Regions from separate parts of the Mus musculus genome. Here regions 1, 3 and 4 are each linked to region 2. A link is a contact called in public HiCAR-type and HiChIP or PLAC-seq data. All regions are on one chromosome and are shown on one strand. Each heading gives the region's core, a stretch centred on a gene start, on an enhancer-like site or on the middle of the called end of the contact. The rest is flanking DNA. Distances are from core to core; before and after follow the strand shown. Region 1 holds the start of Pdk1 (pyruvate dehydrogenase kinase, isoenzyme 1). Region 2 has its middle 25 kb from the start of Gm36909. Region 3 overlaps Itga6 (integrin alpha 6). Region 4 holds the start of Itga6 (integrin alpha 6).

The links. HiCAR-type assays count read pairs that join an accessible place to other places. HiChIP or PLAC-seq counts read pairs in DNA pulled down with a chosen protein or histone mark.
Region 1: a contact with region 2 is called in a HiCAR-type map of embryonic stem cells, with 2.9 times the contacts expected there. The contact joins the promoter of Pdk1 here to the enhancer-like site in region 2. A contact is called at or near these places in 1 of 39 promoter capture datasets (embryonic stem cells), 1 of 484 Hi-C or Micro-C datasets (forebrain), 8 of 115 datasets of contacts at active chromatin or transcription factors (the 230-238 cell line, T-cell acute lymphoblastic leukemia, embryonic stem cells and 1 more) and 2 of 9 other capture datasets (embryonic stem cells and liver).
Region 3: an H3K27ac HiChIP or PLAC-seq map of embryonic stem cells shows a contact between it and region 2, with 8 read pairs. The contact joins two enhancer-like sites. A contact is called at or near these places in 1 of 39 promoter capture datasets (hippocampal neurons), 4 of 15 datasets of contacts at CTCF or cohesin (embryonic stem cells, hippocampal excitatory neurons, large pre-B cells and 1 more), 16 of 484 Hi-C or Micro-C datasets (the HPC-7 cell line, bone marrow-derived dendritic cells, bone marrow-derived macrophages and 7 more) and 37 of 115 datasets of contacts at active chromatin or transcription factors (the HPC-7 cell line, Th17 cells, bone marrow-derived dendritic cells and 24 more).
Region 4: a contact with region 2 is called in an H3K4me3 HiChIP or PLAC-seq map of embryonic stem cells, with 35 read pairs. The contact joins the promoter of Itga6 here to the enhancer-like site in region 2. A contact is called at or near these places in 2 of 39 promoter capture datasets (the 3T3-L1 cell line and hippocampal neurons), 6 of 484 Hi-C or Micro-C datasets (bone marrow-derived macrophages, cerebral cortex, cortical neurons and 3 more), 28 of 115 datasets of contacts at active chromatin or transcription factors (the 230-238 cell line, the HPC-7 cell line, the SCID.adh cell line and 19 more) and 4 of 9 other capture datasets (adipose tissue, liver, macrophages and 1 more).

Annotation. Positions count from the first base shown.
Region 1 is chr2:71,871,315-71,877,470 of GRCm38.p6, reverse strand. Pdk1 (pyruvate dehydrogenase kinase, isoenzyme 1) reads right to left here and starts at 4,247. Exons shown (of 11, transcript NM_172665.5): 1 at 3,906-4,247; 2 at 1,924-2,065. The coding sequence starts at 4,101.
Region 2 is chr2:71,627,578-71,633,902 of GRCm38.p6, reverse strand. No RefSeq gene overlaps it. Among named protein-coding and RNA genes, the nearest start is that of Gm36909, 25 kb to the left of the region's middle. Within about 2 kb of position 4,337, at least 83 of the 459 cell types and tissues checked have an H3K27ac peak or open chromatin away from gene starts, as enhancers often do. A contact at or near this core is called in cerebral cortex, cortical neurons, differentiating embryonic stem cells and 9 more, where this site is marked.
Region 3 is chr2:71,802,176-71,808,558 of GRCm38.p6, reverse strand. The region is part of intron 1 of Itga6 (integrin alpha 6); the gene reads right to left. Among named protein-coding and RNA genes, the nearest start is that of Itga6, 18 kb to the right of the region's middle. Within about 2 kb of position 3,203, at least 61 of the 459 cell types and tissues checked have an H3K27ac peak or open chromatin away from gene starts, as enhancers often do. A contact at or near this core is called in differentiating embryonic stem cells, embryonic stem cells and trophoblast stem cells, where this site is marked.
Region 4 is chr2:71,785,044-71,791,831 of GRCm38.p6, reverse strand. Itga6 (integrin alpha 6) reads right to left here and starts at 4,893. Exons shown (of 26, transcript NM_008397.4): 1 at 4,512-4,893. The coding sequence starts at 4,693.

The sequences.
Region 1 (6,156 bases), core at 2,998-5,497, 240 kb before region 2:
ATCAGCCAGGTCTGCAGAGTGAGTTCTAGCCTAGCCAGGTATATACAGTAAGCCCGTTTCAAAAAACAGAAGAAAGCAGCTTTTACCTGGACACAGTAACTGGACACGGAAGCACATCCCTGTAATACCAGAGAGGTAGAGGCAAAAGAATCGCTGCCAGTTCCATGTCAACCTGGTCTGTATGCTGAGCTCCAGGCCTGCACAAAACAAGTGTCTCAAACTGACAAGGACCGAGGACCAGGAAGATGGCTCAGTGGGTAAAGGCGCCAGTCCTCCGACCTACTGACAAAGTCTGAGCCCTGAGACCATATAGTGGAATGAGAGAACAGACTCTTGCAAATTCTCTGACCTCCACAAGAATCCAAGCACATGGGTTCTCTCTCTCTCTCTCTCTCTCTCTCATACACACACACACACACACACACAGAGAGAGAGACAGAGAAAGAGAAAAACTGTAAAATGTAATTTAAAACAAAATTAGTAACACTCTAAAATTAACAAGCAGCCTGTGGTTGGCACGTGCCTATAATCCCAGCACTAGGGTGGTGAAGGCAGGAAGATGGTCTCAAAATAAACAAATATTAGAAATAAAGGATGCGGACAGGTAGCCACATAAAAAATATGTATATCCTTAAAATTTTTATTATAAGGTTGAAGAGATGGCTCAGTGGCTAAGAGAATTCCATTCTCTTTCCAAAGGACCTGGGTTTGGTTTTTGGCACCCCTATGTCTGTAACCCAAGGTCCAGGGGAACCTGGTACCTCTGTTTAGCCTCCACAGGCCCCAGGCACCTTTGGTGCACAGATACACAGCCAGGTAAAACATCCATACACTTAAAAAAATTTTTTTTTAATTTAAAACCTTATTATTTTAGCAAAATTGCAGTTTCCACATAATTACAATAACTTTTATTTTTAAAAGGGAAAAACTGACCAGTGCAGAACGTATGTTCATACCACATCATCACACTGAACTCAATACAGGTGTTACTAAAAACTGATCAATGCAAGATTGTGTGCATACTACATCATCATCATACTGAACTCATTAATACAGATGTTACTAAAAAGCAGAAGAAAAGTTGTAACTTTTTATTGTCTGCAACACGATCTCAAATAGTTCAATCTGGCCTAGAATAGAGTAAGTTGGTCTATGCAACCAAGTGAGACCTTTAACTCCTGATTCGTCTGCCTCCACTTCCGAAGGGTGCTGGGATGACAGGTGTGTACCACTTCCTCCGGTTTATGCAGTGCTAGGGGTTGAAACCAGGACCCAATGCATGCCGACAGCCATTCTACCACACTACGTCTCCATCCCCTAGCCTTTGTAATATAGAAAAAGATATACTTCACCAACATAAATTCACTTTATAATAAAGTACACACAGCCCTGGATACACACTACCATTCTGAGACACCATGGTACAACAAAGAGAGACACACTCAGGATTGAAACCCAGGGCTCCAGTGTCTGTGCTCACACCTGGACAAAGACTGTATCAGGTCTTAGCTTCCTCACCAGTGAAAGGAGTCAGTAGCACCTACCAGGCATGGTTGAAAAAAATAAAACGAAATGTGTATCTAAATATATAGCCATTAACAAATAGTAACTACTTTTCTCATTAGAATTTAACACTCTCAAAAACAAACAAACAAACAAATAAAATATGTAAAAGTATTTTCTTTAACCTTGGATAAAATTCACAAGTCCACTGTAATTGTAAACACAAGATGGGACACTTGCTGGGCAGTGGTGGCACACGCCTTTACTCCCAGCACTCAAAGGCAGAGGCAGGGAGATCTTTGTGTTTGGGGCTAGCCTGGTCTTCAGAGTGAGTTCCAGGACAGCCAGGCCTATACTGAGAAACCCCATCTCAAAACAAACAAACAGAACCAGAGCAAAACAAAAAAGATGGGCTCTTACCAACTTTGCACCAGCTGTACGGATGGGGTCCTGAGAAGATTGTCGGGGAGGAGGCTGATTTCTTTCATTATATTTGCCAATCTAACAGGCAACTCTTGTCGCAGAAACATAAACGAGGTCTTTTCACAAGCATTCACTGACCCTGAAACCAAGCACAGTGACAGGCAGTGAGTGACAGGCACCGGTAGCCGGAGCGAGAAAAGGAGAGTCAGTCACTTGGCAAGGCCACAACGGTACATTTACCATAGTGAGAGGAAGGAACTAGGAAACAAAGATATATCCAGGCACAGTTGAACTAACCGGTCTATAAAGTAATCCTGATTCCAAACTGACTTCCAATTCCTGAAATTCCAACTGCTCAGTACAACCATGTATGCTCAGTACAACCATGTAGGTACTTGTTATACTTCAGGATGACTAGGATTCAGGTAAGCTGTCTGCAGTAAGGCTCAGGGCCTGTGAAGAGAACTGGGAAAGGCCAATTCTATATACCCCACTGCTGCTGCCTTTAGAAATTCTGACTCCTGCTGGGAAGTAATGGCTGGAATCTTTAATCCCAGAACTTGGGAGACAGAAGAACGAGGAACTCTCTGATTTCAAAGCCAGCCTGATCCACAGAGTGAGTTCCAGGACACCAAAGCTACAGAGAAACCTTGTCTCGAAAAACCAAAAAAAGAAGAAAAAAAAAAAAAAAAAGGAAAAGAAAGAAATCCTGACTCTCGACTTTTGAGTAAATTCTGACCCAAGTCATTGACTAGACACAAATACTAACCACCAGAACAAATACCACCAGAACACAGTCAGTACAGAGGTTTTCAGGCAACAGAAGGCAAAGACCATCAACACAGTATCACCAACCATCAAGTGGAACCAGCTCAGTTGTCTGATTCCTGAGACCATCACCTCCCCCTTCCTCCACTCTTGAATCCAGATGTTTGGCAGAAGAGTTGATAAGTGTCCCTCCCCTGGCAAGCACCTTCACTTGAACTAAAAAAGTCACATTTCAGCAATCCATTTGAAACTAAGTGGACCTCGCAGATGGAACCTTAGCAGAAAACTATCTTGTCAACAGTAGCAGTATTATTAAGGAAAGCATCTTGCCAAAGTTTAATAGCGTATTCATGAACAAGGTGAACATTGCTACACCACAGTACAGGCATTCACAAATAAAAGCAAAACACACACACAAAACGGGGGCCTTTCATAGTCCCTTACTAAAGAAACACAAGGAAAAGCACCTGTCACTTCAAACCACAATTTTAAGATAAAGTACCTACCCCCACCACTAATCTCTCGTGCGTGCTAACCATGTTATAACCTGGCAGCACGACACAGAAGATAACTTTTTCTACTCCAGAACTTTCGGATTTCAATGTTAAGAGTTTATTCTAAGCATTTCCCTTTCCGCCTCATTACTCCTGATGAGAAGCCAAAAGTCAAAGGCCTAATTCTGCAGTTCTGCAATCTGTTACACACAGACAAGACCATGCACTTTACACGTGCTTGAGACTGGCTGCTGTTGAAACGAATTTGCTCTCGGTGAAAACACTGGCGAGGAAAGCACTGGGCCAGTAGTAACTTGTTTTCCAGCCATCACGCCACTCCAAACGATCGCCACTGTGCTGGCACCGATCTCGCCTCTGCAGAACACCACCCTCGAAGCAGTTTGAGCCCTGGCCTTGAACCTGAGCAAGGCATCCCCAAAGACACCAGGTCCCCAAGCGCGCACCTACGCACGTGCGCGGAAGGCTGCAGCCGCGGGCCCCCTGCTTTGTTTTTTTGGGTTTGTAGTTTTTTTTTTTTTTTTAAACACACTATAGTCGCACGTCCCTGTTACGTGCCCGGCCTTCCAGCGCCCGCTCCCTCCGAGGAGGAAGGAAGCACCTAAGACGCAGGGGGGGCGACACGAGGGAGGAGGAGGGGTGCGCCTGGGAGGACGGGGCCCGTGCACAGAGGCCCGACGGCCCAGCGGCCGCCCTCACCGAAGTCCAGGAACTGCTTCATGGAGAGTGGCGACGGCGAGAAGCGCGCATAGAAGTCCACCTGGCCCGGAACGCCAAGCTCCGACGCCGGCCCGGAACCCGAGGCCGAGGCCGAGGCCAGGCTACGGCTGGCGCAGGGGACGGCGCAGAGCGGCCTGACGCTCGTGCCGCCCCGCAGCAGCCTTGCCAGCCTCATACCGAGCCCCGCCGGAGGAGCCGGAGCTCCGGGCGCCAACCTGCGGCTGTATGCCGCTGCCCGGGCGCTACGTGCGGGACGTGGCTGGCCGCGGGGGCGGGGAGCTGCTGTCAGCGCTGCGGCCACCGCCCCCTCGCTGGAACCACGCCCCCGTAGGCGGAGCACGGACAGCACGGAGGAGGGCGAAAGGCTGCGCTAGCCACCGCCCCTGGTTAAAGACACGCCCATGTAGGCGGGGCCCTGGGAGGACGGAGGCGGGGAAAGAAAAAAAAAAAGGGAGCGCTGCTGAGCTTTGTGGGGTGTGGTGCAGCTGAAACCACCCGGAGCGAGTGGCCGCCGTGGGAGCCCGGCTTAAACGATCCAGCTTGCGCTGTGTTGCACCCCTTTGCACCCTTTCGTACTTCCTCCGCCCTCCCAGTCTCAGCGGAAAAGCTCTAGGCTGTGCGAGATCGTTGGCAATGAGCCTGTTCTCATTGCCCTTGGATCATGCAAGCCCTTGATTTGCAGGTGCAGCCGAACAGTGGTACAAGAGTTGAACTTGGGGGTGTGGCTCTAAAGAATTCCACAGCAACGAAAGTCCCGGGAAGAGCGCGTTGAAACACTTTATGCAAGCAATATTGCCACAGTACTTAAAGACTACTCGCTCTTTTTCTGTTAACTCATCTTAGAGTTACAATGTGCCTGCTCCATCTTTTCAATGTATAGAGATAGTGAATGTAGAATTAGAACATATTTAATATCTAACCCCACGAAAATCACGTCTGTCTTCTGAACACTGTAAAGTCCCCATCCAACTACCCTAACATTTGCTGTGTCTTAGGTGCAAGAAAACTATCCTGCCACGTGTGAAGTTTATCAATTATGTAGAATACACACCGAATAACACTTCATAGCTCCATGCTGGTCGCTTTTGGGTTTTGTTTTGGTTTTGTTTATGTTTTATGAGACAGGGTTTCTCTGTATAGCCGTGACTGTCCTGGAACTCGCTCTGTAGACCATGCTGGCCTCGAACCCAGAAATCCACCTGCCTCTGCCTCCCAAGTGCTGGAATTAAAGGCATGCGCCACCACTGCCCCGCTCGCTATTGGGTTTTGAAAAAACACAAATCATGAAGTCTGGGATGTAGCTCATATCCAAAGCCCTGCGTTTCATCCCCAGCACAAGGAAAGAAAAAACAAAAGCAACCCCCCCCACCCCACCCCCCCACATTGTGTTGGCCCAGGTTTATAATTTCAGCGATCTGCAAGTGGAAGCAGCAATGTGGGAGGTGAGAATTCTAAGGTCATCCGAAATCATGCCAGCCTGTTATTCTGACTCCTATCTGAAAACAAAGAAACAAATACCTGCCCACCCTCCCCCAACATACACAGAAAAACAGAAATTAGATCAGAGTCCCTTTAAAGAAAGCTGTTATTCTGTATCCAACAAACTGTGTGTAGCACAAAGCGGGGATATTGTCCGCATGGAAACAAAAGCAAGTGGTTTTGATTCTAGAGAAAGAAAAATTGTTTTTCCTCAAGTATCCAGTAGAAATTGTGGTCTCCTCTTGGGGTTCTTAGTCTCATTTAGAAAAGAGTTTAAGAATAGACTAAAGTGGAAGCTCAAGGATAATTTTATTAAAGTTTAAAAGAAGAAAAAAAAAACCTCCAAGGTAAACAAGCTGTGCATCTCAGCAGCTGCCTGGAGGAGGAGAATGGGGTAAAGAAAGAAAACAAACAAACAAACAAACAAAAAAGCACAAACCAACGAAAAGACCTATGCTGCTCCAGTTACTGGCATGGAGGTCAGATGGAGGTCTGCCACAGGGTGGGAAGGGGGGCCTTAGAGAAAAGGGTAAGGAAGCCCAAAGTATCAGAAAAAGCAGCATCAAAGAGGGAGGGGGTAAAGGGAGGGAGGAAAAAAGGGAAAATTGTGCCTTTCTGACTCCAACCCAGTACCTCATGGTGGTTTATAGGAACAGTGTTGGGGAAGGAGGAATTCTGGGAAGGAAAAGTACAATATCTCATTAAAGGACAAAATATTTCTTCTACCTATTTAGGATAGCTGAAGGCGAGT
Region 2 (6,325 bases), core at 3,088-5,587:
CCAAGTTTCATTTTTCTGGATACTGTTACTTGTTTGAGGCTCCAGAGGGATTTCGTCATTTTAGTCTTTGATCCTGGCTCATCTCAAGCCATTTCAAACCCTCCGGTATGAATCCAAGTCAGCCCATCCAGGAGGAGCCATTACTATTACGCAACTCTGGACGGTGGAGAAGGCCACTGACCACCACGTTTCTGCAGCCCCTGCACTTCCTTGGCGGTCTCTTTCTCAGCAAGCACTAAGTCCAGCATACCCAGCAAGAAGGTGGCTCATTTGCATGCAGGGCTCTCAGAGAGCTCAGGGCATAGGGCACCCTGGTTCTTAATGATACAGGCTGCAAGAGTCCAGAGGAGAGGTAGCCAGGCAGGGCAGAAGAGGAGGAGAAAAAGGAACAGGATTTAGGTAGACCTAAAAGATTGTATTTGGAGAGGCAGGGAGAGAAGAGAAATGATCCCTGCTCTAACTGGTAGTTTTAGCTTACTTTTTCATTCCATTTACTAGCCCACTCCCCCCCTTTCTCAGAAGGGCCTTTCCCACCTTCTTATTAAGCTGTCTATTTCTATCACAAAAAAAAAAAAAAAAAAAAAGGAAAGATGAGAGAAATAGCAGGATTTGACTAACTGGAGATCAACAAGGACTCATACATCTTGGATCTTAGGTGTAGCTTCTTTTCCCCTGGGCTATAGTCACAGTGGGCAAATCACATAGAGTTCCCAGTCAAGACTGTGAATGGAAGTTGAGTTTCATCCAAAGAGGTGTAATTCATAAAACACTTCCCTACATGCTGCTCTGTTCTTCCTCCTTCTCCTCTGGTTGAATGAAGTACTCTGAGTCTGAAGAGTTTTAGGTCGTTTTTCATGGCAATTGGCTTTCCTTGACACTGAAACAGTATCTATACCTTTCTTTCTTTCTTTCTTTCTTTCTTTCTTTCTTTCTTTCTTTCTTTCTTTTTTTTTAAATACGTCTGGGTATTTTGCCTGTATGTATGCCTATGCCTAATAAGGTCACTAGGTCCCCTAGGACTTGTGATTATTGTGAGCCACCAAGTGAGTGCTGGTAACTGAACCAAGCCCTCTGGGGAAACAGCTAGTATTCTTACCTGCTGAACCATCTCCCCAGCTCCTAGCTCTACCATCTTAAGAACAAACTCAGGAAATGGGGATGAGACAGAGGAAATAAAAAGTTGAGTGCTTGAGTCTCAAATTATTTTGTTTTACAGTAACTTCAAACAAGGCCCAAGACAAGCCTGCCAAATCCTTGTGACATTAGCCCTTAGGAGGTAGAGGCAGGAAGATCAGGAGTTTTTAAGCCAGCCTCAGCTATATAGGGTATTCAAGTCTAACCTGGGCTACAGGAGATCCTGTCTCCAAAACAAAGAACTAAAACCAGGCATAAATTCACGTAAAGGACAACAAAGAAGTTATTTCCAAGGCCTCTGGATTTAACACGGACTAGAAATCTTTTCCTCAGTTGTGAGAATCATTCGGGCTAGCTCAGCTTAGGTCACGTGACCACCTAGGAAGCAATCAGAGAAGCCAGGGAAAATGCTGTTGGCCTTGGTTATTCCTGGGCCAAGTAGATTGTGCCATTCCATTGTGCCAGGAGTAGAAGCAGCTCTACAGAGAACAGGGAAGAGAACAGCTCACCATAAAGAACTCAGAGTACCATGCCTAGGAGGAGAAATGGATGCTGGATTTGAACTCAGTGAAAGTGTTTTAGGTGCAGGACACGCTTATTTATTAATTAGAACTTTGTAAATGGATTAAAAGTGATTAAGCAAGAGACATTAAGGACCTTCTCTCATAAAATAATTGTCTTACACACGAGAGGCAGCAAACTAATTAGTGAAAAATTGCCTGCCATGATACCTTTTCTCTGTCCTCACAAGTTCTTCCTTAGCAGACCAAAGCTCCTCTTTCAACTCTTTCCTACGCAGTCTTTCCCTGATCTAGCCCTTCTCCAGTACCTTCAGCTAGAGCGGTGGTTCTTAGCCTTTCTAATGCTGGGACCCTTTAATAGGGTTATGTTGTGGTGACCCCCCCCAACCATAAAATTATTTCATTGCTACTTTGTAACTGTAATTTTGCTGTGGTTACAAATTATATTGAAGAAGAAAAAAAAGTCTATGTTTTCAGATGGTCTTAGGCAATTCCAGGAAAAGAGTCATTTAACTCCACAAAGGGGTTGGGACCCACAGGTTGAGAACGATTGCTGTAGACTCTATAGCTGACCCAGACCATCTTCATTGCTGGGGCTGTATGTCTTGAGATGAAGTCATGAAAATCTTCCATCTTTATACTTCTACTCAATATAGTTTTAGATTATTCTAAATTCTTTGGATTCCGATATCTATTTTAGAGCCAACTTATCAGTTTCTACTAAAACTTTGTCTTGAGGAGAAATATCTTTAAAACATTTTCATATTTTATTTTCTTATGTGCACAAGTGGTTTGCCTGTTGTATATATGTATACCACTTGCCTGCCTGCTGTCCATGGAGTTCAGGAGAGGAGGGTATTATAACCCCTAGAACTGAAATTACAGATGTGAGTCATCCTGTGGGTCCTCTGCAAGATCAACAAGTGTTCTTAATCATGGGCGCATCTCTCCATCCAGAGAAATATCGTCCAATGAAATCAAGTTTTTCTAACCCATGAGCATATAATCTATTACTCCCAGCAGTATTTTGTAGTTTTTAATGTTGGAGTCAAACACCAAATTCACTAGATTTAACTCTCTCTATATATCTCAGATTTTTATGTAAAATGATGTTTTAATAATTTTATTTGCATATGTTATATGCATGTTATGTGATTCGTTAAGTCTATTTTACACATACATATTTTGGGTTTTGTTTAGTTTTTGAGATAAGGTTTCTCTGTGTAGCCCTGGTTGTCCTGGAATTTGCTCTAAAGACCAGGCTGGCCTCCATCTCACACAGATCCACCTGTCTCTGCCTCCCAAGAATGTTCTTTTTTTCCCCTCTCCTCTCCTCTCCTTTCCTCTCCTCTCCTCTCCTCTTTTCTTTTCTTTTCTTTTCTTTTGCTTTGTTTGAGACTGGGCCTCTTTATCTAGCTCTGGATGTCCTGAAACTCACTTTGTAGACTGGGCTGGCCTTGAACTCACAGAGATCTGCCTGCCTCTCTACCTCCCCAGTGCTGAGACTAAAGGTATGCACTACCATACGGGGGGGGGGGGGGGGAGGTATTCAGTAGTTATGGCTAGCATACAATTGCCTTCATTTCATATTTTAAAAATATTTATTTTATTCAAATTTGTGTTTTCATATGTGTACGTGAGTGCATGTGCCCGAGAGGCATAAGACCCCTTGCAGCCAGAGTTACAGGCAGCCAGCTGCTATCAGGGCTGGGAACAGAACTTGGACCCTATTGATCACTGTGACCAGGTAACCACATTGGACAGTACAGAAAAGATGGGAAAGATACAGTCCCATGTCTCCATGAGCTTATTACCTAATTTTAGGCCTGGTAGGAAAGGCAGGAAAAAGGCCAAAATAAAATGCAAATAACTCAACACTTTGTACAAAGTAGTGTAGGGAAGGCAACATGACACAGGATGTAAGCCAGCAAACACAAGAGCCAAGTCCCCACTTGGTCACTTTGTTCCTCCTCTGTTAGGATGCAGCTTGTATTCTGGGCGACTCCATGCTATCGTGATTGGAGCTTGAATGGGAGAGTGCAAGGAAGAATACCATCCTAAATTTGCAAAGCATTGTGCACACAGGAGGCGGGGCTCACATATCTCTGTTCCATTTTGACTTTGACATGCTAATCCTGCGCTCTCAGGAGTATGAGCCACCTGCGTCTCATAAACCTTTCGATTTACTTACACACGTGTGACCTTTCCTATCCTGGGGCCACTCTAGCAGTATTGACCGCTGACTTGCAAGGAAGGGTGCTTAGCAACTGCATAGGAAATGATGCTTGCCGCTGCGATGTTGGTGGCCAGCAAGGATAAAAGCCGTAGAGGCGAATGAAAGCTGACCCGCTGCGAACAACCGAGGTGGATCCGGGAACAGGACCCTGAGTCCTTACTTGCACCCTGCCAGGTTTCCAAGTTGCTCTGCTTTCTCCAGTCACCTCTCGCTCCTCCCTCTGCTGCTGTCTTTTGTCTTTGAAAGCCGGGGGAGACCGACAACAGATTATTAACTGTGCACGCAGGTGTTATTGAAGAGACCAATTTGTGAACAATGGTCCTTCCCACGTTGTCCAAACAGAAAGATTGTTCCGCAGCTGTTATTTGCAGAACCTGTCAGCGTTCTCAGCGCTGCTACGGCGGCGCCAGCTGTCCTAGAGCGCGGCTCTCCCCGCGACGCCCACTCCTGACAACGCTGCCGAGCCCTCGCTGCACAGCTGCCCACCGCTGGCCACACTCCACGCCCGGCTGCCTTGCACCAGACAACGCGACCTGGCTCCCCGCCTTCCTCGAAACAGCTCCATACCTCTCCTCTGGGAGCATCCTTCTCATTCCTTTATCCCTGAAAACAGAATCCATGGAGTTGCTTGGGAAGCCTACTGCGTTGGAGTTTGGAGGACGGATATTCGTGCAGACGTTATGTAAAATGTGTGGCCCAGATGCCTACTGCGGATCTTCCCTGTAGGATCTAAGTGAACCCATCAATTCCGCAGTCTAGGGGTGGTCCAGACTTCCTCCAGGGAATGCTTTCATTCCATCACCTACCCTAAGGCAGAAGAATGCAACCCTTTCAGTGAGTTCCTAACTAAAGCGTCTGCCAGTGTCACTGTAAAGTTTTTCACTGTCAGCTTCCAACTCCTATGTGCTTGTTTGGCCCTGGAAAACTCGATTTCCTCTCTCTACTCTCTAGTCCTCAGGCCCTTCCCCCAAATCTCCACACCCGGGTCCCACCAACCGCTTCCAAGAGGCAGGACTCTCTCTCCTTCAAGGAAGAAGTACTGTTTTATTCCTGGTACAAAGACCTTCAGTTCCAGGGGTGTCCTGCTGGCGCCGGAATGTCTGCTGGGCTGCCAGTTTCTCAAAAAATTCACTGGCCTTCTGCTCTCCCCTCTTCCCATTTGGGGATGACCCCTTACAGAGGCGGTAAGTTTCCCAAGGAGCAGAAAAAAAAAATGTTCGCTGGGGCTTTCCATCCTGAGTTTCCCACAATGACCTGAAAACCCTAACAGTTGGATCTTCCCCCACGCAGCAGCCAGGCCCATTCATAGGTACTTAGCTGCTATTCCTATACAAATGGCATTCGAAACTGCCACACTCTTTTCCAGATCCCCAAAACAGGTAATCACAGTCTAGCCTAGTATTTGTGTGCCAAATTCAAATCTACAGACAAGAGCCGATAGCATTTTGTACACTACAATACTACCCACCTTATATTGGAGTCCAAGTTAAAAATGTAAATTTTTTTCACACACCAATTTCTAAGGTGTTTGCTCCACTCAACTATGAAGCCATAAAATAGATTCTCAAGACCTCTTCTTAATCCCATTTTAGGCTGATGATGACACGTTCTAAAATGACCAATCATAGCTTTAAAAAAAAGATTTATTTATTTATTATTTATTTGTGTGAGCAAACTGTCGCTGTACAGATGGTTGTGAGCCTTCATGTGGTTGTTAGGAATTGAAATTTTTAGGATCTCTGCTCGCTCGCTCTGGTAACTCTACTCGCTCCGGCCCAAAGATTTATTATTATACATAAGTACACTGTAGCTGACTTCAGACACACCAGAAAAGGGTATCAAACCTCTTTATAGGTGGTTTGAGCCACCATGTGGTTGCTGGGATTTGAACTCAGGACCTTCAGAAGAGCAGTCAGTGCTCTTACCCGCTGAGTTATCTTGCCAGCCCCTGACCAATCGTATTTTTTATGAAGTAACCTTAAGTTTCATCTCCTAATTTGCAATTCAAGAAAATGTATATATTAATAGCACTTTACAATTCTTTGTCACTTTACTTTTAACCAAAATAAATAAATAAATAAATAAATAAATAAATAAATAAATAAAGATAATCACTCAAAAAAAATTAACCCTGGACTTAGCAACCCCTGGTTGATTTTGGAATATTAATTAAGAGTCTGAAGGAAAAACGGATGATATGAATGGGAGCTCTGCTCTACTTCCTAAAAAGTGCTCTGAGAATTCAAGAGACTTTAGTTTCTCAGGATTCTTGAGAATTATGTCCACCACCCCCGCATTCCCCAACACTGGGACAGCAGTGCAGATCCACAGCGGACTGCACTTCCTGAACAAGCATTATTTCATCAGTTGCAAGTTGACGACGCCAAGGCAGCGTACAGTCGCTCAGATGCAGCAAGCCCAAGGGTGCATTAAG
Region 3 (6,383 bases), core at 1,954-4,453, 180 kb before region 2:
AGTAGTACTCAGAGGTCCTAGCCACGGGGTGCATGAAGAATCAGGGGTCATATCCTGATGCTCAACCATGGTCCTGGGGGACAATAAGGAAACAAAGCTCGAGCTGTGTGTACAGCAGCTTCCAGGTCCCGCTCTACAGTGTCGAGGAGCTAGAGGCAGTGGTGTGCACGGGAGATTTGCTGATATTGGTCACACTTCCTTTAGGACTCACAAAGTCATTATGGGAAGAGCAGCCTAGTTGGCCATCAGTCACCAATGCCCGTGGCAACAAAGAAACTGAAGAGATGGCTCTTGGTAGAACATGTACATGAATAGTCTCCTGCACCCACTCCTAGCAAAACAATGGGGCTTTTCCTGTTAATCACGAGTAGCTAAACTTTGTGCAGATGTGGGGAGGATAGTGACATTTGGCATCCATGGATTCTGACTCCTCATTCCCAGCTCTCTCTTACATTATCATTTCTGGCTTGGGGGAGGGTGGATACAGAACAGAAAGTCCACTTCCTTTAACCAGGCTGCAGCTATTCAGGGGCAAAAGGAAACCATCTTTCCAAGTCTTCTATGATCTCTCCAACTGTGGACAGGCATTTGGGGGGGGGGGGGCGGACTAGGCCTTTCCACATAGGTTACATGGTACTGAGTTCATTTTGCGTCCCCAAACTATCCCATGAAATGATCTGCTCCTAGGCCTTTCCATGGCTGGCTGTAGCCTAGTTGTCACCAGGTCAGGCCTTGCTCACACCTGTTGCCTGAAGTTCAATACCCACTCTCCCTCCCCACCTTAAAAAGGTTCTGGTTCGAAGACTGGTGATGGTCAGCCCAGCCTCAGACATAAAGCTGGCTGGAATGTGCCCCATGCAGCATCAGTTGCATAGTGAGCACCTTGTCCAAGTCACACTGTGTGATGAGACACAGTGTGGGTTCACAGGCCCTGGAGAGCTAGCTTTGCCCAGGAGTCCTATAGTCAGTCTCCCACATGGGTAATTTGTGTAGTCACCAAAGCTCCACTGATCTTTCCAGTAACCCCACTTCCTCTCAGCTGAGACTCTTTAGGAGTCCAGTAACAGAAGGACCAGTGGCTAACAAGAATGACCCCACTATTTCACCAACCCCCTAGGCATTGCCAGTATATACAATACCCTAATCAGGTCAATGCAGATGCACTAGCCTAATCAGATCAATATATACACACTAGCCTAATCAGATCAATGGGAAATCTGGCCTTTACTCACTGTCTAAAATTAATTTATTCTGCTGCATGCCCCCTGTGCCTTTCTTACACAGGGAGAGGTAAAGGAGCCACTAAAACTTGCCCACGCCAAGCCATGCACCCCTGCGCCGGCCGCTGGACTCGCAGCTCACATAAATAATTGCCTTTAAATTATTTCTAACTTTAATAACATTGTCACACATACATCATTTTACTTTGTCATATTCCACCCCCATACTTTCCCTTATTCCTGGTTCCTTTCCTCCCTCCAAATAGTCCCCTTTCTGCTTCCTTATATTTATACATGTGTGTGTGTGTGTATAAACTGTGCACACATATACACACATTTCATTTATACACATGTACATAATCATATATATATACATATATTTTAAAATCTAGATTCCCACATTTCTCATTTTTAAAAGAGCTACAAAATCATCATTTCTCTCATTTTGGTGAACTCGAGAACTCTGCACCCACAGGAGCATGTCTGTCGGCACAGGGCTGCGCCCCAGCAAATATTATCCCATTCAATGTGTCCTACTTTATCAGTCCTAAGAAATCATTTCGAAACAGCTTCAAGGGAACTAAACGCATGCATATTGGTAAAACTTGAGTTTCCCTCCAGGCAAAAGTCACTGCCGTTCTCAATGCTGGTGTGATGAGCACTGAACACCTCGTTAGCCTCCAGGGTGGATGCAGGTACACGCTGCTCGTGCATCTCTGGATATGGCTGGCGGAAAGCCCAAATAATACACAAACTACCCATATTTATAGAACGTTCGACAATCACATTCTCGTCCGTGGATCTCTAAGCAGTTGGAGGATAGCTGTCTCCATCTTACAGATAAAGAACCCAGGACTCAGACATTCCTGACACGGGTAGGTCTTCAAGCCCAAGGCTCTTCCTGCTGAGCCATTTCCTTCCAGCTACAACTGGGAGCCATCCCTCCATGTTGGAACCACACCCCGATATCCACCCTAGGCACCCTGCTCTCTTCAGTTCCTAGGCACACCCTAGCACACACCTCTGCATGTTTCCCAATATCCAGCTTCCCCAGTAAACACACAGGAAAGCTGCTTCCTCTAACCATCCCCAGGCTACAGCTTCTGGCCTTACCTGTGAGTCTGCCTTCCACACCCCACCTTCTCACAGTGAACTTCGCTGGGCCAGCATCTCTCCCACCCCAACTTAACTATCACCTCCTTGAGGACAGGAATCTGGGCCCAGTTTTTAATAACCTAAGGCCAAAAGCAACAATTAAAAGAAAAAGAAAGCCCTTTTTACTACCTTAACTGGCCAATCCAGTTGGACCAGTAGGAGCTCCAGCAATCTGCTCACCTCCTTCGTGTTTTCATGTTTACACAGAAGCTGATAAGCCACAACCTCCATTCAAAACACCAGAAACCTCCCACCAAGACAACGTGCTCACCACCAAATAAGGGCAACAAGCTGTTACAGCACTAACAACAGGAGCTATCCTGTGGATGCTGCCATAAGGCAAGCAGGACTCTGCTCTGAGCCCAGGGACACAACCAGTTCCTCTCACTTCACTAATGTGGATGGACCCATGGTTAAAGAGGACAAGAACCTACCAGGTCAAACAGCTGGATAAGTAACTCCACGGAGCTGTACCCAGCACTCCCTAGCTCTCAGATCTTGTGCTGAACCACTAAATCCCTAAGTCTACTCTTGGCTTGGTTTGACGGCATCACCCCAAAACCCCAATGAACTCTTGAAAAGAATATTTATTTACCAGAGGCGATTATAATTAAGGCCTACTAAGTGCTTTATACCCACCAGGAGCTCCCAGAAATTACTTGTTGCCTTTAACCAGATCACAGGACCAGTAATTTGGTTGTGGCCTTTTCAAAAACTAAGAGCCTTTCCCCTGTCTCTCTGAAAAAGCATGCTAGGACTAGCCCCAGGTGCCAGTGACCCGGGAACGCATGTACCAGCTAAGCCTGTGGGTTCTAGTTCTTACCTGACCTGTGCAGTTTCCTACAGGCGTGTCTCTGACTAACAGAGATCAGGCAAAAGGGTCATCCAAGGCCAAACCTGTTTCTATTAACTATAACACCGAACGGTTCAGAAACCTCTACCTCATACCGGGGTGGGAGTAAAAGCAAGATCACAGCCACTGACTCACATTTAATGGAATGTCTGCGCAAGTGGTCAGACTAAAATGGAAGAGGGGCTGGGAACAGTTCTGGTTCTACCTCTGCATCTGTCTTTGATGTGACCTTGGACCACCAACATTTGCTTATCTCCTGACAATCAGGACTTTTGTCACCTCTAAGGAAAGGAATACCAACACTAAGAAAGTCAGAATAAACACTGGCCATATTTAAAGCGGTCACGAATTCCATTTCGACTCAACTCAAACTTCAAAGTATAAATCTAAAACTAATTCATTTAAAAATGATTTATTAGTTTATTTATCAGTTTATTAAAAATAATAAACTAATGCACTGGAAAGTGTTCCCTAGCTGACAAAGCAACTCAGAACAGCAAGATACTATCCAAGGGCTGCAATAAAAACTCTGACTTCTGGAATCAGAAAAGGGAAGACAGGAAAAGTTCCCAGGGTTTTATTTTTTTGTTTTGTTTTTTGTTTTTTTTTTTCAAGACAGGGTTTCTCTGTGTAGCCCTGGCTGTCCTGGAACTCACTTTGTAGACCAGGCTGGCCTTGAACTCAGAAATCCGCCTGCCTCTACCTCCCAAGTGCTGGGATTAAAGGCGTGCGCCACCACCATTGGGCTGGAAAGTTCCCAGTTTTAAGGCATATCTCCAAACAACTCTGGGATTTCACAAAGTGGCTGCCAGAGCCTGTCAAATGTGGAATTTAATCATGTCCTAGACTTGCAAGTGATCAGATGACCCACTTCTCAGTCCTCAAATCACATTTGTCCTTTACAGGAGTCCAGACTTTCAATCTTCCTTTCAAGGAACCAGCCTGGAAAGCTGTAAACATCTGGACCTGTGACCTTCACCCTTGACACATGGTGGCGGCAGTCTAGTAAATTTCTGCTAAGGGAATATTTACTTTATAATTACTTATCATTTTTAATATTTTATATTCAAGTAGGTAATGACCAGGAAATCTTTACATATGCCAACACACAGGAGCAATATAATCAGTCAAGTTTTCCTAGTAGATGCTAGCAAAGAGCTCATATTTCATTTGCAAAGGAAAGAATAATCAGGTTTCATCATTCTTCAGTAAAATGTTTTTAATGAAAACCAGGAAGAGATAAGTTATATCTAACACGCTCACACCAGGCTGAGTGCCATACCTACTCTACTACCTTTTACAAGCTTAGGAAATCCATATTTTTCACTGTTTTAACAAGGAAATTAATATGCTCGCACAGCTTATTTTCTAACTGTGATAACAGAAGCAATACAGCTGGCAGTGGTGCCAGGGGTGCTGGCCCATGCCAAGTACAGGTTCCCTCTTTTTCCATGGTAAAAGGCTTTTAGCTGGGCGTTAAGACTGCCCAGAGGACAAATTCCCTAAGGCCCCATTCCCCCTGGCCACGTCACACTGGGTCCTGCTGAACGAGGCATCTATGACTGCTTCTGAGACCCCTCCTTAAGACGTTATGGTATGGTGGGGGGCATGCACCTATAGCTTGTTCTTCACTTCTGTCATCCTCTGCCATCTTGGACGATAAGGCTGAGGCCCCAGTGGTGGGAAGATTAGATAGTGAGTCCCAATACCAGAGACCAGACACTCAAGCTTTGCTAGACCAGGAAGGCACTAAGCAAAACATAAAACCCGAAGAGGATTTTGGGGATTTTTCTTTTTTTGCCCTGCTGAGTATCAGGCCTTGCACACAGTAGGCAAACACTCTGCCACTATGCTACATCCCTAGCTGGGTCTCTTTCTCTCTCTCTCTCTCTTTTTTTTTTTTTTTTTGGTTTTTCGAGACAGGGTTTCTCTGTGTAGCCCTGGCTGTCCTGGAACTCACTTTGTTGACCAGGCTGGCCTCGAACTCAGAAACCCGCCTGCCTCTGCCTCCCGAGTGCTGGGATTAAAGGTGTGTGCCACCACGCCTGGCTGGGTCTCTTTCTCTTAAACCTAGATTTAGAAGTAGAATACTGTGAAGAGAAACATGAGCAAATTTAAACACAAATGTGACAAACACCAAACAAAGTTATTTAAACAATGACATCATTTACTACTCTGTGGCACTTGGATATTTACAAAGTATTTAGGGACCAGAGTGGCTTAGGAACCAGTTAGCTAGCCCAGAGGCTACCTACTGCAGACAGCTTATTTCCCCATTAGCAGCTGGGTGGTGGGCATCAGAGTTTCCCATGCAGAGTGGCCACAGCAGTGCAGAGGGGCACTCGAGCTGTCTGGAGCAATATTTACTAGGATGGAAGTACTCCCATACCTTCACACCTTGTACTACTCACTCATCCATGCCTGGTTAGTTGTCTGTGGGCCTGTTATTACTGAGATAATGTGGTACATGCCTGTAATAGCTACTATTTCCAGAAAACCTGCACCTTGTCATCTGTACCATAACAGCCAGGTAGAGCAAGACCATAATCAGAAATACCTAGGGAGTTCCAGGAGTGTATGTATTGTTATCTCGGTATCAACACAGACTATATGAAATGATCTAAATGTCTTAGTGGGTGCTGTAATGATCCCATGAAATAATACCTGATCGGCCTGCAGAGGACCACACTTTCAATACAAGTGCCCTTGGGGACACACCACATCCAAACCATGGTTTGCTGTTTTGTTTTTTCCTTTACAGGAAACTGGCAGAACAATGGCCTCCTCTAGGACCAGCAGGGCTACTGTACACCAAGCACCAGAGTGTGACTTTCACTTCACAAACTCTTTGTACCATACAACTATAATACATTAAAAATGTAATTTAAAATACACTGTCAGTCAACAGACATGAGTCACTGGAAATCTTGCAAAGAAAACAGAGCAGGCCGTGGAGGTAAACCTTATAATTGAATGAGACAGGCCTACACTTGCCATCTCCATTGAGTCAACTACAGGCCAAAAAAAAGAGTCAAAGATTAACGCCTCTGGGCCATCCATCCCAGAGGCATGACAACCCACTAAGAGCACATAAACACACCCCTACTCTGCACAGGCACTGGGTGCCGACAGCCTGGCCCTAACAGTGAAGCGCA
Region 4 (6,788 bases), core at 3,644-6,143, 160 kb before region 2:
CCAAGAACTTCCATGTCTCTTTGCATCATTCCTGTAGCTTCCCTTTCCCTAGGGACTGCTGACCCAGACCCCACCCACCCTGAGCAAGAAATGGCAAAGCAGCGTACCCCCACCCACCCACACATTCAGCGAGAGCAGTTGATTTCAGAAGTTAAACTGAGTGTATGATTTGACCCCTTTGTATCTGGAGGGCGTAGCTAGGTGCTGTCTGCAAATAGGAGCCGTGGGTCCCTGCCCTCACAGAACCTATAACCCAGTTAGAGATTACATCACCCCCTGAAGATGAATAAAGCTTAAACCTCAGAACTGCCAGACATGTGCTGCCTGCATTCAAGGGATGAAGAAATTGCTCTAAGGTAGGCTAGTTCTTGGAATTGAAGGGTTATTTTTGTTTGTTTTTTGGTTTTTTTTTTTTAAAGATGAGCTGACTCAGCACAACTCAGTGTTTCATGCACACCTGGGAGCAAATAACCGTATTTTTGTTTTAGCTCCACTGTTGCTATTTAAAACACAGAATTCACTGCCATATTGGTACAGAAATATGTTAAATCCAGGTCCTTGGGGCCACGTACCATAGAATGCCAGTACTTCCAAACTGTAAAATCTTAAATGGTAGTGTATTGTTCCTAATATGTCTTCTAAGTCTCCTTTGACTACTGCGGTTTCTTCTCCCTACTCTTGGGACTCAAGGTGACACAGCAGTTCTTAGAAGATGGCCCCAAGCCACTCACTCTGTTGTAGGAATGAGATCAAGGAAGCAAATGCCTGGGTGCACATCCTCTGACCCCTGGCGAGAGGCCGTCAGGTCGCATCCTTTAGCTGTCAGAAGGAGCTTGACCCATAGCCAGTTGGGCTGAGGGTGACTAGGAAGAGAGTCCATGTACTGATACTTAAATAGATAGCCCTGACCTACATGGGAAGCAGTTCAATGAATCAACACACTGTAATACATTTCCAGAACTCAGCAGCTTGCCAATGCCTCCACATCTGAAGGTCGTTTCTGAGGTTTCCTCTTACAAAAAGAGCACAGGCGTGAGCCAGAAATACCACCTTCACAACCAGATCTTGATTAAGATTCTGCCTAAGTAGCTGGAAAGCTTCGGGTAAGACATTTCATGACCTTCAGCTCCTGTTTCTCCATCTACGAAGGGGTCGAATGGACTGCATGATCTCCAGCTACATCCGACAATTGAGTAAGTCCAACAGTCAACAAGCATCCAAGTGAGGAGAGAACAGTAGGCCTGGGATGCGCTCAGACAATATGGAGGAGACCGAACAAACAAACGAACAACCCAAAAGGAGAAAATGAAGACTAGGAGTGAAGCAGACTTCTCTCCATGAACGCAGCTCCTCCCAGGTGATCATACACAGATACATCCTTGCCCAGAAGAGAGCCAAGTGAGTGAGTCACAGGATAGATTCTATTCAGTCATCACTTTGTACCTTCCACGGCTAGAGATGACTGGGCCCCACCTACCAAGGAGAGGGAGGATTAAAGTGCTTATAACCCAACCTCAGTCACTCAGCTGTCTGCTTAATAACTGCTGGAGTCTTATGTAATTTATCTCCGGGAAACATAGATAAAGTTTAAAGTGCCTAATCCAATGTGACAGTCCCCAAATATCAGCAATATCCAGTGTGTTTTGGGGGCTCTCAGACACAGTATTACTCCCTATAAAATCTTAACTAAAGCTATTACTGAATATATAGATGGCATTATAGGAAGTTTAAAATCCAAAATAAATAATAGAAAGGAAGAAAGAAAAGAGAGACAAGGCCTTATGTTATGATATGTTATGATATGTTATGATACATTCTCTATAGCTGTGCATTTATCTTATACGCCCGCCCACCTATCTTCTGCCTCAAAGTCATAAGTTCAAGAAGTTTGCTTCTGCAATGAATCTAAGGCGGAGTAAAGTTTAGCTGCTTTGGTGTTCATAAGTCTGATTGAGAGTTCAGGATATTAATTTAAAACAAGAGCCTTCGGTTTTAATGTGAGGTGATCACAGACTCACCAAACACTTACCACACCTGTATGGCAGCTGGCATCTAACACTGTAGGCCTAGAGATTCTACTTTTAAATGCATCGCTATCAACAGCTTCCATTTAGCCAACAGGTGTCCATGCTGGGCAGACCGGGCAGACACTAAGCATTTTGCGTGTTCTTTTAATCTTCACAACAACCCAGAAACACCTACACTGTACAGGTGAAGAAACCACAGCTCGAAGCAAATGGTTATCAGTGCCAATGACCAAGAAACCTAAACTCAGCTGTCTATCCCCAGGTCCCTGAGATGTTGTCACTGAGTTTGGAAACTGGGCCCAGAGTCCCATCAGTCTCACTGGCTAGCACTGACACCCACCTTCTTCTCCGTAAAAGGAAGCCATGGGCATGATATGACTCTCCTCAGAGGATTGATGCTATTCTTGAACCTGGGAGAGTATATCACAAGATGAACCCACAGCCTCCTGGAATGCAGATTCTGCCTCTAGGTTCTAGGGTGTGGCCCAGTACCCCTTGCCATGGGTCTCTTCTCATCTGAGGGTCTGACCTGGTACTCCCATCTGTCGTCCTCTACAACAGTGGTTCTCAACCCTCCTAACACTACAACCCTTTAACACAGTTCTTCATGCTGTGGTCACCCCACACATACACCATGACTCCCCCCCCCACACACACACCATAAAATTATTTCATTGCTACTTCATAACTAATATTACTACTCTTATAAATCGTAATATAGATATCTGATATGCAACCGCTGTTAAGGGGTCACAACCTACAGTTTGAGAAACACTGCTCTATGGCTTTTTTTTTTTAAAGGCACCAGAACTTGTCTTGGGAGGACCTGTAGCAGCTGTAATAGCAGAGAAGCCCTGCGGTAGTGACAAGTTTTAGCAGGCCCAAGGCTGCTCACCTTAATGACAACAGTGATTCCTGGCTAAAGGCACAATTTGAAATCATTGTCCTCAGGACATTTCTTGCCCCAGTTTCCCCCCATTATAATGTCTGCTTGGACATGTCCATCCAGGAAGCCAATCTCTGTGGTCTGATACAGACAGAATGCTAAATAAAGGCAAAGAATGTTTTCCCTCTGTTGGCCCACAGTCACTTCTATACTAAGTTCAAATCCTCCATGGGTAAATGTATGTGTTTCTCGAATAGTGTTTGAGATTTGAAATGTCATCCTCTTGAGTTGACAAACAAACAAACAAACCCTCTCACTTCAGATTTACAGCTGACCAACAATTATTTTCGGGAGAATGCCACGCCTGCAGAGTCAGACCCCCTCCCTGCCCGGGACTATCCCACCCACAATAGACTTCTGCTTCACCTAGCAGGTGGTATCAGAAAAATCTGACCTTAAGATTTTGAAGTCCACAATATGCACAAACCCCAAAGTTGTTAAATATCCGAAAAGGGAGTTTTCTCCAGTTTAAAATAATTCTGGCCTCTCCTTTCCCCTTGGCTGCACTCTGTTCTCTCCGGTCTGCTGGTCCTGGAAGGACCTGGGTTCAACTCAAGACCTGGGCGGGGAGGAGGACCTTTTGTTGTGGGAATGAGCATGGATCAAGAATTTAACCCCACTGCGACTGGGCGACTAAGCTCCAGAAAATCTTCCCCAATCAAAGAACTGGGTCATGTGGGAGCCAACACTGTTTAAAAGGCAGAGCCAGTCGCTTTCTCCTGGAAGAAACACTTGGGAGGATGACTGTCACTTCCGAACCTTCTTTTCTAAGTCCCTCCTAGAAGGGGCACTTTGCTCTAACTCCTCCGTGAGGCCCACCCAGCACTGGGGCCGGAGGATCCTTGAGTGCTGCTGATCTATCAGGGAGCTGGGAGGGGGAGCTAGCACACCGACTCGAAGAAGCCTGTTTTCACAGCTGAGCTAGTCCTGAGGAACAGGTGCTTTTTAAGAAGCATGTTAAAGTATCTCCTGCAGGAGAGCCCACTCTGCAGGGAAAGTCATACGGGACAGCGAAAAGTGGCTTCCCAACTTCCACGCGGCGCGCGAACGAGGGAGGGGACCGGACGGTCGGAGAGTTGGAGAAAGGCCTGCATTTCCCTGGAAGACTTCCCGCAACCCTGTGTCCCATCACTGTCCCTAGTGCACACGTGAAGCTCAGCAAAGCGTGCCACCTGCCGGGGTCCCTGCAAACTAAGCCCGAAGTGGAGAACCGCGGAAAGCACTTCAGGGGAGGGGGAAAGTCAAGTATCCCGGGGCCGGGCCCGGGGTTTGTCCCTTCGGCTCTCCTCACTCCCGGGAGGCGCCGTGTGCAGGGCGCGGCGGGCCCGGATCTCTCAAGTCTTGGGCCGAAGAAGTGCGAGCGGGCAGGGCAGGGCAGGGCAGGGCAAGGTAGGGAAGGCCAGGGCAGAGCAGAGCCGAGCTGGGCTAGCCCACGGATAGGCTCTGGGCACGCGGGACGGGCGGCAGCAGGGCGCGCCCTCGTTCTCCCTGGCGCAGCGCGGCGCCCCGGTGGGGATGGGAAGAGTCGGGGAACTCACAGCCGCTTGTCCTCCGGCTGCAACTGCCAGTGCATGGCGAGCGAGAAGCCGAAGAGGCTCCCGGGATCCCCCGATTTCCGGATCACGTTGTCCTCGCGGGTGTCCAGGTTGAAGGCTGTACCCAGCCGGGCTAGAAGCCCCGCGGACAGGTAGAGCAGGCACAACTGGCCCGCGACCGCCATGGGCGCGCGCGGTGGGAGGGACCCGCGGAGCTGCTGCGGCCTCTGTGCGCGCGGGCTCGGGGCCGGGGCCGGGCTGCCTGGCGCGCCGCTGCGGCCACTTGGCCTCGGTCGCCCCTGCGCGCGGCCCCACCCCCGGCCGGCTCACGCTCACTGTGCGGCCGCTCCCCCACGCCCGCAGCTAGCTGCTGCTCAATGAGCCCGTTGTTCTCTGGAGACTCTCAAGCGTTTTATCGAGTGACCGGGACTCCGGCCCCGCCCCGCCCCGCCCCGCCCCTCCCGAGGCCCCGCCCGCCACACGCACCTTCCCTGCCGGCCCCGCCCCGCAGCGGCGCACCCGCCGCAGCCCTCCCACCTTCCCGCCACCTGCCCGGAAGCGTCCCGGAGCTTGGCAAGACTAGCCAGGCTTTTTTTCTACCTGTCACTGAACTGCGGGCCTCATAGGGCTGACTTGCAAAGACATCCGTTCTCCAAGGGTTCAAGACGCGCCTAAGTATGCCCAGCTCTTGGGGTTGGCTTGATGTTGCATACTCGCTGGCTCCCCAGGGACCCAAACGTCGAAAACGTTGCTGTGCTACTTAAAAACACACTGTTTCATTCAGGCCTAGGAAGCGGGCTTCTCTGTGCTGATGAGTTTTGGTTTTTTTTTTAAAAAAAAAAAAAAGAAAGAAAGAAAAGAAAAGAAAAGAAAAGAAAAGAAAAGAAAAGAAAAGAAAAAAGTCAACTCAGATTTTTGTGGGAAGATCTCTAGGTAGGGAACACTGAGTCCTTCTATCTTGGGCCCTGGAGTTTAGCTATTGTCCCCTTTTCTTACCCTAAGTTTCCTAGTCTAGTTAGAACTGCATAGATAGAGACAGCTAGAGGTCCGTGTGGGTGGCTTGAAGGCTTGAGTCTCGCGGGCATAGGGTGGGGCTTTCCAGCGAGGTGTTGGCTTTTGAGGCATGTTTATTTTAGGATAGAAAAACTTGCTTCAGGGACGCTCAGAACTTGGTTGAGAACAAACAATATACATTTTAGTGAACCATTTTTTATTATCCTCTGACATTTAGATTAGCATGTTTTCTCTTATGAATGTAGACAGTAAACCACAAAGGCAGGAGACTGTACCAACAACCCAATTATCAGTAGAAAATACTGTTTTATCCAGAAAAGTTGGTTGTTGCAGATGTTTCAAATTACAGTTGTTATTAGGTAGCTACTCTGCTAGATCTCGATGTATGTCAATAAAGAAGCAATTTATTACTATAGAAAAAAATGTTAACATTTTGACATATGTTAATATAATCGATTTTCTTCTTAAAAACATGTATGTTGTGCATAGGGTCTTGGTTTTCAGTAACTTACTGAACGGGCCTTGTTCTACCCTGTCTCCTATCGATGTAATTTAATATTTTAACCAAAAGCCACCTGAGGAGAAAAGAGTTTGTTTTATCTTACATTTCCAGATAATAGAACTCAGGACGGGAACCTGGAGCAGAGACCATGGATAAAAACTGCTTAGTGGTGTGCTCCCTCTAGTTGTGTTGAGCCAACTCTCTATACAAGTCAGGACCAACTGCCCAGAGCTGGGTAACAATCACAGTGGGCTGTACACTCCTGATGCTGGAAAGGGCCTTTCCATGGAACCTAACAGGCATGCATAGGAAATAGAAGCAGGGTGCAGTCCCAAGGGAGACCCAAAGCGTCCTTCTACATCTGTACCAAGAGAACAGCTGGAGCTACTCAGAGAAGCTATGTGAATATCACGTGTGGTCTTCACAGGTGGCAGCAGCTGCCAGAGTGAGTCCCCAGCAGATGTGCCACTTCCCAAACAACTAGTAATCTCACATCTTGCCCTGGGTGAGGTATAATGGATCTAAATGCACACGAGATCTTGAAGATCACACGGTTTGAACAAGCGCTTCTGAAGGACATTGAGAAACTGTTAGAAATGACTGTCTAGTGAGGTAGAAAATATCAGCAGTGTGATTTTTAGTGGGTGTCACTCACAACCGTTTTCTTCTTTCATGTATGGCAACCACTATCCCTGAAAGACAGGTCCAATTGATGATGGTTGGACATAAGGAACCTCAAGGTCATTGTTACCTTCTTGATTTCA